Regions from separate parts of the Bombyx mori genome. Here region 2 is linked to region 1. A link is a contact called in public Hi-C data. All regions are on one chromosome and are shown on one strand. Each heading gives the region's core, a stretch centred on a gene start, on an enhancer-like site or on the middle of the called end of the contact. The rest is flanking DNA. Distances are from core to core; before and after follow the strand shown. Region 1 has its middle 17 kb from the start of Osi7. Region 2 has its middle 7.5 kb from the start of LOC134198712.

Region 1 (4,139 bases), core at 961-3,460:
TGCCGTTAGCTCGGCTCCGATCCGGTGCAGGAACTCACCGAAGCAAGCATACCCAGTGAGCACCTACGTGAGCCGGAAAGTGAAGCGTCCTCTGTCACGATTCACCCAATCCACAAGAACCGGGTGACTCGCTTCGACGGTCCTACGACCAGCCGAAGGATCGGTCAGCCGGGATCATGACTACAGCACAGACCGCCGAGATTGAGCCTTCCGCGCTCCGGCGGTCGGGACCATACTGGGGCTGGAACGCGCCACGCCCTGGGCACGAAAGTCAGCCTGCCACTGATAGTCAGCTGCCTCGGATTTAATGAGCGCCAGGTTGAGGCCCAATCTCCTGACTTTGCAGACGACATACGCCATCCCAGCGTTGGCAGGACGAGCAGACTCAGCAAAACTCGACTGGGAATCGGTGCACGATCCCACCGTGTCCGGTACCCGTGACCGAACGAACGCCCCCCCTAACACGGACCAGGGCAGGGTGTTAAACGCATTGGCGATATCGAGCGACATCGCCAAAGCCAGTCCGCCCCCGGAGACGGCCTCTTCCGAGAGGGCCCGCACGCGAAGTATCGCGTCTACCGTTGAGTGGCCCTCTCGGAAGCCATACTGCTCCGCCAACAGATCGAGTCCCACCCCGACCAGATGCTGGATGATGTGAGCCGCCAGAATACGTTCCAGCAGCTTGCCCACCTCATCCAGCAACACGATGGAAATGGCACCGCCTAACACATTTTGCTTTGTTTATTTTCCAATTATATTCCACTAAGCGGTTCTTTTCAGGATTATTGTATTTAGGAGAAAGTATTTTTAAATTGTTTTACATTTGTTTGCGACTGCACACAACACATTGACCCGCTTCCAGTAGAAAAGCAAGACAGCTTAACAGCTTGCGTTGAACATGACTGGCAGCTCCTGCATTTAGTCACGTGTGATATTACACGGTAATTTAAATGCTATACCTAGTCTGAGAAACAATGTTGATTTATATATTTTTACCATAAAAAAATTAGGAGGTTGTGGTTTCGATTGTATTTTTTGTTATGTGTTTTGTTACCTCAGAACTATTTTCTAGATGAACCAATTTTAATGACATCTAAAATCGAAAGCAGTTGCTTCTCGTAACATCGATACCTTTAAATTTTACCTAGACCTTATTTTTTTTAATGGTGCATATTTAATTATTTTCCGAGCGGGAGGTCGACTCGCATTACCGTCTGCGCAATTTTTGTAAAAAGGGATACAAAGTTTTTGCTTCACCTATTAATATATGAGTCGTCTATTATCAAAGGTGGCAATCTGTGCATTTGGACAAAAAGATGTTATTGATATGTCAATACAGATTGATTTGAATATAATCGTCTCCTTCAAAGAATACGGTTCAAAACCTGCATTAAATAAAGGTTAATACTTAACCTGTTATTTATCTAAGATGTCGTTCCGAAGAGTTTTGTGACTGCCAATGGAATACAAAGTCAATAATTCGTTTTTCTGATTTACCAATAATTGTCCAAAAGTCACATTGCCGTCTTTGATACTAGTCAACTCATATATAGATTAAAAGGTTTTTTATAAAATTTTATTGAGTTATTCGTTAAAATACAAAATTGATTTATTTCGTGATTCAAAAGAATATTAGACGGCCCATCAAGTGCTAAGGGGTTACCGAAGCTTATGGACATTACAACTTTAATAACGCTACTTACCTTGAGACATAAGTGTGCTTAGTGCGAGTTTTTAACGTTCTCGTTAGCATAAAAGTGAACTCAAACTTGTATGCAGTTGGAACAGCGCCCCTAGCGGCAAACGTAGACAAACGTTCCGACTCCATACAAATTTGAGTTAACGCTTACGCTATCCAGAACGTTAAAAAACTCGCACTAAGCATACAGTTCGAAGGCTATATGGAAGAAATAGGCACACCAGAACTCAGCAGAAACTGATGAGTCAGTACACACTTACCATACATACACCTGGAAATTGTTTCAAATTCACGTAGTTATTTAGACTAGCATGAATATTACTATTGTTATTAAGTTTCCACCGAAATGTACGCGTTTAAATCTATTTTTCAGAAGAGCAGTTGGTTGAATATAATTTATTTGTTTAGCGCCATCTATTAAATAGCACGATAACTATGAACTGACTTGATTGAGAACTGGTTGGGCGTTTCACTATAAACGGTTTAAAGACATAAAAGTTATAACGTTGTCCGCAAGATGTCACTGGTCAATAATAAAACAAAATTTAATGTGGTTGTACAGACTACAGCCATTATTGATGACGGATCCATTTTAGTTACTAGTTACAAAAATAGATGGCGCGCTTCAGTAAATTATGATCTACATTTCACATTGGAGGCCTTCGTCAACTCATCTTACAATATTTTTTTTATAAGTTAAGAAGAAAATGGCCTACTTGATCGCTGCTACTGAAATGCCGCGTTAATTCCGGTGTGGAATCTGTGGAATATGTCTGGATTGGACTGCCCGGTTTTTAAGCTATTGCATAGCTTTTATCGCGTGCCTTGAGCGCGGCGACCGAATCATGAAATTCCGTAACGAAAAAAACCTAACACCCCTCACTCCGCCTACCATGTAGCTCGCGTTCAACACATTCACACGTTGCGCTTGTGTAGTGTTTGTGAATAAGCGCGCGGCATGAGGTCGCACTGTTGCGCATCATGAAAAGTCTGCCCATCTTCTCTCGCGCGGTCTACCTTATGAGTGTGAAGGGGACAGTTAATGTTCTGCTTTTATTAATGTTTAATATAGCGTCGTCTTGTTTCATTATTGTTTTAATATTAAATTATCATTGTCTAATTATAATTGCATAAGTAGATAAAAATGCTATGCAATAGCTTTACCGCGGCAGTTCCCGAGTGCCACACGTTTTTTTTTAAAGATTCCTACCTATTTACTAGTAACCTCGAGGGGTTATTCTAGATTCACCGAACTAGTAAGTGAGATCACGGGGCTCAAACCTGACGTCGTTGCTAACACTAACCCTAGCAAGAATAGTGTTTCGCAGAATCTACCATCGGATCGGAAACGCGTCCCACTGAGATGATCTGGTGAGAAACTCAGTGGACTGCGGGTGGTATGTGGGTTAATTTACTCATCGAGCCCTTCGTCGCAAGCGAAGGGTTCGGCGAGGACGGTGACCGGTGTAATGTTACCGGTGGCCACGACAAGAGGGTTTTCGTATGGTGCCGCTTTCTCAAAGTGGCGCAATGATGCCGACTGTAGATACTTACTGACTGAGCCAAGCTCCAGGTCATCATGGAAATCGTTTCTTAGGAACTATGGTACTCCGACGGCTATCCTGTAAAAACGGGATTGAATGACCTCGAGAGGTTTCAAGTTGGTGCGGGCCGCGTGAGCGAAACCTACGCTTGCATACGTCATGACCGGGCGTGTGCCAGTTTTGTGGAGTGTCACTTTATTACGAAGGGACAATTTACTTGGCTTGCAAATCGTAGGACAGAGGCGTCTTAATATGAAGGCGGTTTTGTGCGACAATAGTCACTCGTATTTATAGTAGAAAGTATGGGTAGCTTAGTCATGAATTCTCTTGAATACCACGTCTCAAACAGTTGTTGACATGCGTAACACTAATTAAAGAGTTAACATTAACTATTTTTAGTCAACTAAATAGTGAATTTAAATAATTAATAGTGAATTGAAAATTGGTATTTATTTCCAAGGATATAAACTATTTTTATACCGGTTTTCATCGAAATCGCCTTTTCGTACTCATAATCTTTATATATATATTTCTTCTGTGCGTGTGTTTGTCGCTGAGCTCCTCCTAAACGGCTGGACGGTTTCGAATGATTTTTTTTGTATGCGTTTGGGTGGCGCACTGGATGTTTTAAATTTACAAATCAGCCCGGCAGATGGCGCTGCAGTCGGTATCTAGGTTATCTTTCTTAGAAATAATTTAAATGGCTAAACACCGTTTGCCGGGCCAGCTAGTATTATTATAGATTCTGGAACTAAATCTGCTTTCAGACTAAGCTATAATATAATAGCATATAGTATATAGCTCATAGAACAACAATATCGCGCACCATACATTGTTTTAAGGACACGTTATCTGATAGTGTTTTTAAAATGAACATGTATAACATTGTTTGTGGG
Region 2 (4,139 bases), core at 572-3,071, 230 kb before region 1:
AATATAAGCATACCTACTCAAATTATCTACTGTTTTTTTCTTAATTCCATTGAGGCTAATGAAATTACCGTGTTGACGTAGTGACCGCTTTGAATGTATGTTATAACGGCATGGTCAAAGATTCATAATTGTTTTTTTTTTGTTTTGCATAAAACTGAATTTCATAGTCAACATTTTTATGACACACGATTTGTATTACAATTGTTTTCAAGTTCAGTATACAAGAAAACCTTTAAAACCTTGACATTTTCAGTAATTTTCGATAGCTACTGACTTACTGGTGGTAGGACCTCTTGTTTACTGGTGGTAGGACCTCTTAATTACTGGTGGTAGGACCTCTCATGAGTCCACCCGGTGTAGTTCTGCTGTGAAGCAGTAATGCCTTTCGGGTTTGAGTGGCTGGGCAGCCGTTGTAACTATATTGAGACCTTAGAACTTATATCTCAAGGTGGGTGGCGCATTTAAGTTGTAGATGTCTATGGGCTCCGGTAACCGCTTAACACGAGGTGGGCTGTGAGCTCGTCTTGTGGGCTTGTCGCCCTAGCAACAATAAAAAATAAAAAAGACTACCTGTAACACAGCAGAGCTCGTAGCTTGCACGTTCTAAAGTTGCAGCTTAGCTTAATTGCTTTTTTATTGCTTAGACAGTTAAACGAGCTCACGGCTCCTCCATTGTTAAGTGATTACCGCCATAGACATCAACATCATAAATATCGCCTTCAATTATGTTTTTTTGTGAAGGAAGGATTACTGGTAGTCCGGAGGCCTTACTAGTTTCACCAGGACAGATGGGCGAGCAAGGGCTCAGCCAGGAGGGGTGGGCTTAGCTAACAGCTGCCCGAGAGCCTCCGAACGCGACCTTATCAGCTCAAGGGCAGCTGCTTCGCGAATGCATCTACCACCGGATCGAAATCACGATCCGCTGAGAAGATCCGGCGAGAAACTCAGCGGGCTCATGCAAGGGTTAAGTTGCACGTCCAACTCTTTGGCGAGTTCGATGAGCACGGTAAACAGGATCCCTAAGGCTGCTCCTAGTGTTAGAGCTGCAGGTATTTAATAATAGTGTGGGTGAATCAGATGGATCTGTAAGGACGCGTCTAGGGCGTTGATGGTGACTGGCTAAGCCAGAGTCAGGGAGTAACAGGAATTCAATTTTCATGACATATCGAAGTATATAGACATTAATCGGACTTGAGACAGCCTATGGAACACTTGGAGAGGCATGGTGCATCAGGCGATCGGCGCTTTAAGCTAGACACGACCTTCAGCAATGAAGATACCGAGGAGGATGCATCACTTAATGTAGCGCTTGAAAGGAATTGTATATAGGTGGACTTTTCAAGGTCGTCGATAACTAAGCCCTGTCGTAACTATTAAAGTCCCTCCTGGCTGAGCCTTTGCTCGCCCACCTGTCCTGCTGAAAAGGCCTCCGAGCCACCAGTAATTTTTCAATCATAAAAAAAAAACTATTAAAGTTTTATAAATGGTAGTTCTTTTCGTGTTCATTGAACCTGAAAATATTACATCAAAATAACGCACGTGTTTTTTGCGAAGTGAAATCAGAAATGCCACATCATTTTTAAATTACATTCGAGTTTCAAAATGTATCATTGGATCGCAATAATATAGAAAAAAACATAACTAGTTCAAGTGAAAGAGAATGACTTTACAAAATTTTTTTTCATTATTTTCTTATAAATGTACGCTTTGTATGTAAGTTGTGAAAAAACGAAAAAAAATCAGCGCTCTCTAGCGGTACGTAACGTGTACTCGTTTTTTTTCTTTTTATAGAATGAACCATTGCAAAAGATTATCAACTGTGACGACAGATGGCGTTACCAGCACCTACATTTCGAGTTTAGCGTTTAGTGTCGACAGATGGCAGTAGTCGACCATTTGCACAGCAAAAGAAACAAGACAAGTCTTCTATACTAATATTATAAAGAGGAAAGATTTGTTTGTTTGTTTGTATTGAATAGGCTCCGAAACTACTAAACCGATTTGAAAAATTCTTTCACTGTTTGGAAGCTTCACTATTCCCGAGTGACATAGGCTATAATCTTTTTTTTTTTTTTAAAATTGGTATCCTTACTAAAACTCCAATAATTTAACCCAAGGTGTAAAAAAAATTACCCAAAATATTCTTTACGTCGCGTGCCCTACGAAAACTATTGATGATAGAATAAAATAGAGTACTATGACTTTGTCAAAAATATTGCATCGATGCCCTTATCGTGGTTGGAGGCTTCCGTATCGGGTCGGGGTGCAGTTGAAATACCTCGGCCTCATTCTGGACAGTCATTGGACCTTTCGTGTTCACTTTCAGAACCTGGTCCCTCGTAATAAAATAAAAGAAGACGTGTCTTGCCTTATTGATAAGACGATGCTATCGTATCGTGAACCATCGAGGTAGTACTATTTCTTCCCTAATTAAACACTTACGATATTTAATATGATGTATTCACGAACGATTTCTAGAATAAATAAAATTAAATCATATTACGAAATCAGAAATTAGATTTGTGGCGCGCATGATTGGGTCCCACCATAACGCCTGTTTTTGTTGTGAAGCAGTATACTTCCCGGCTTAAGTTATAGGTTGTTCCCTACAGCAAACCTCAAGCCTCAAAGTGGCATCAGTCATAATATAATCGCTCCACTTAAGTCTAGATGGGTCGGTAGTAAAGTAAAGTAGTCGTCGTGGCCTAATGGATAGTAGTCGTCGTGGCCTAATGGATAAGACGTCTGGTGCATAAGTGTTGAGGCGATGCACCGATGTTCGAATCTCAGGCGGGTACCAATTTTTCTAAGGAAATACGTACTCAACAATTGTTCACGATTGACTTCCACGGTGAAGGAATAACATCGTGTAATAAAAATCAAACCCGCAAAATTATAATTTGCGTAATTACTGGTGGTAGGACCTCTTGTGAGTCCGCACGGGTAGGTACCACCACCCTGCCTATTTCTGCCGTGAAGCAGTAATGCGTTTCGGTTTGAAGGGTTGGGTAGCCGTTGTAACTATACTGAGACCTTACAACTTATATCTCAAGGTGGGTGGCGCATTTACGCTGTAGATATCTATGGGCTCCAGTAACCACTGAACATCAGGTGGGCTGTGAGCTCGTCCACTCATCTAAGTAATAAAAAAAAAAAACAAAGTACGTATGTACCTATTTGAATTTTTCTCTGTAGTGGAAAGTAAAAGCTAATTTGAATTCATTTTCCATTGAACTAGTTTTGATGGTATATCGGAATGCGTGTCAGGTGCCTTATGCTGCGTTACCTGAATCCGTTAATGCGGTACTCCCATTGCAATTAGTTCGAGTTTTGCATGACAGATTGAAAGTAAGATGTGTTTAGATTTGGCGTAGATGCGAGATGAGCTCTCCGCTTAGTCTTTTCTATTTACAATTAGTTTTTTAATTATTGTTAGGAACTGCATAGCACATACAACATTATCATTTATTGCTGTTCTGATATTGTTTTTGGTGTTACATGGTATGTCATGTTTTAATTGTAGTGTTTGTCACAGCTGTAAAATTGACTATGCGTAGGATATTAAAACTCTTAATCTTTTGAATTCACAGATGAATTCTATCGGGAGAGACAGATATGTACATCATTGTCTAGGATTTGTCGTTTATTAATAACAACATCAATAAGAATATGATCATAATAAAAAAAAAATTTTTTTTTATTGTATAACTAGCTGACCCGGCAGACTTCGTAGTGCCTCAATCGATAGTTAAAAAACCTAAACTTTTGTATAAAATAAACTTAAAACAAACAAAAGGAATCCGTCCGATGGGGGGGGGGGGCATCAAAGGAAAAACAAAATTGTTATTTTTATTTAATTCCGAGCATTTTCTTATTATCTACCTTTTAAACCTTCTCTGGACTTCCACAAATAATTCAAGTCCAAAATTAGCCAAATCGGTCCAGCCGCTCTCGAGTTTTAGCGAGACTAACGAAATTTATTAGCCATTTTTATTAATATTTCAACAATTATTACTGTTTTACTTGTTAAATTTGAATTTCAAAGTATGTTTTCATTAGGTATTCTTTTTAATTATTATTGTATTTCATCTTCGAGCCGATGAATTGCCAATGTTATGTACGCCATTATTGTCACATGC

What was found. A called contact is a pair of places that touch in the nucleus more often than the background predicts.
Region 2: a Hi-C map of posterior silk gland shows a contact between it and region 1, with 3 times the contacts expected there. The contact joins two enhancer-like sites. A contact is called at or near these places in 2 of 7 Hi-C or Micro-C datasets (middle silk gland and posterior silk gland).

Annotation. Positions count from the first base shown.
Region 1 is chr26:10,980,177-10,984,315 of ASM3026992v2, reverse strand. No RefSeq gene overlaps it. Among protein-coding and RNA genes, the nearest start is that of Osi7, 17 kb to the left of the region's middle. Within about 2 kb of position 2,210, at least 8 of the 8 cell types and tissues checked have open chromatin away from gene starts, as enhancers often do.
Region 2 is chr26:11,209,588-11,213,726 of ASM3026992v2, reverse strand. No RefSeq gene overlaps it. Among protein-coding and RNA genes, the nearest start is that of LOC134198712, 7.5 kb to the left of the region's middle. Within about 2 kb of position 1,821, at least 7 of the 8 cell types and tissues checked have open chromatin away from gene starts, as enhancers often do.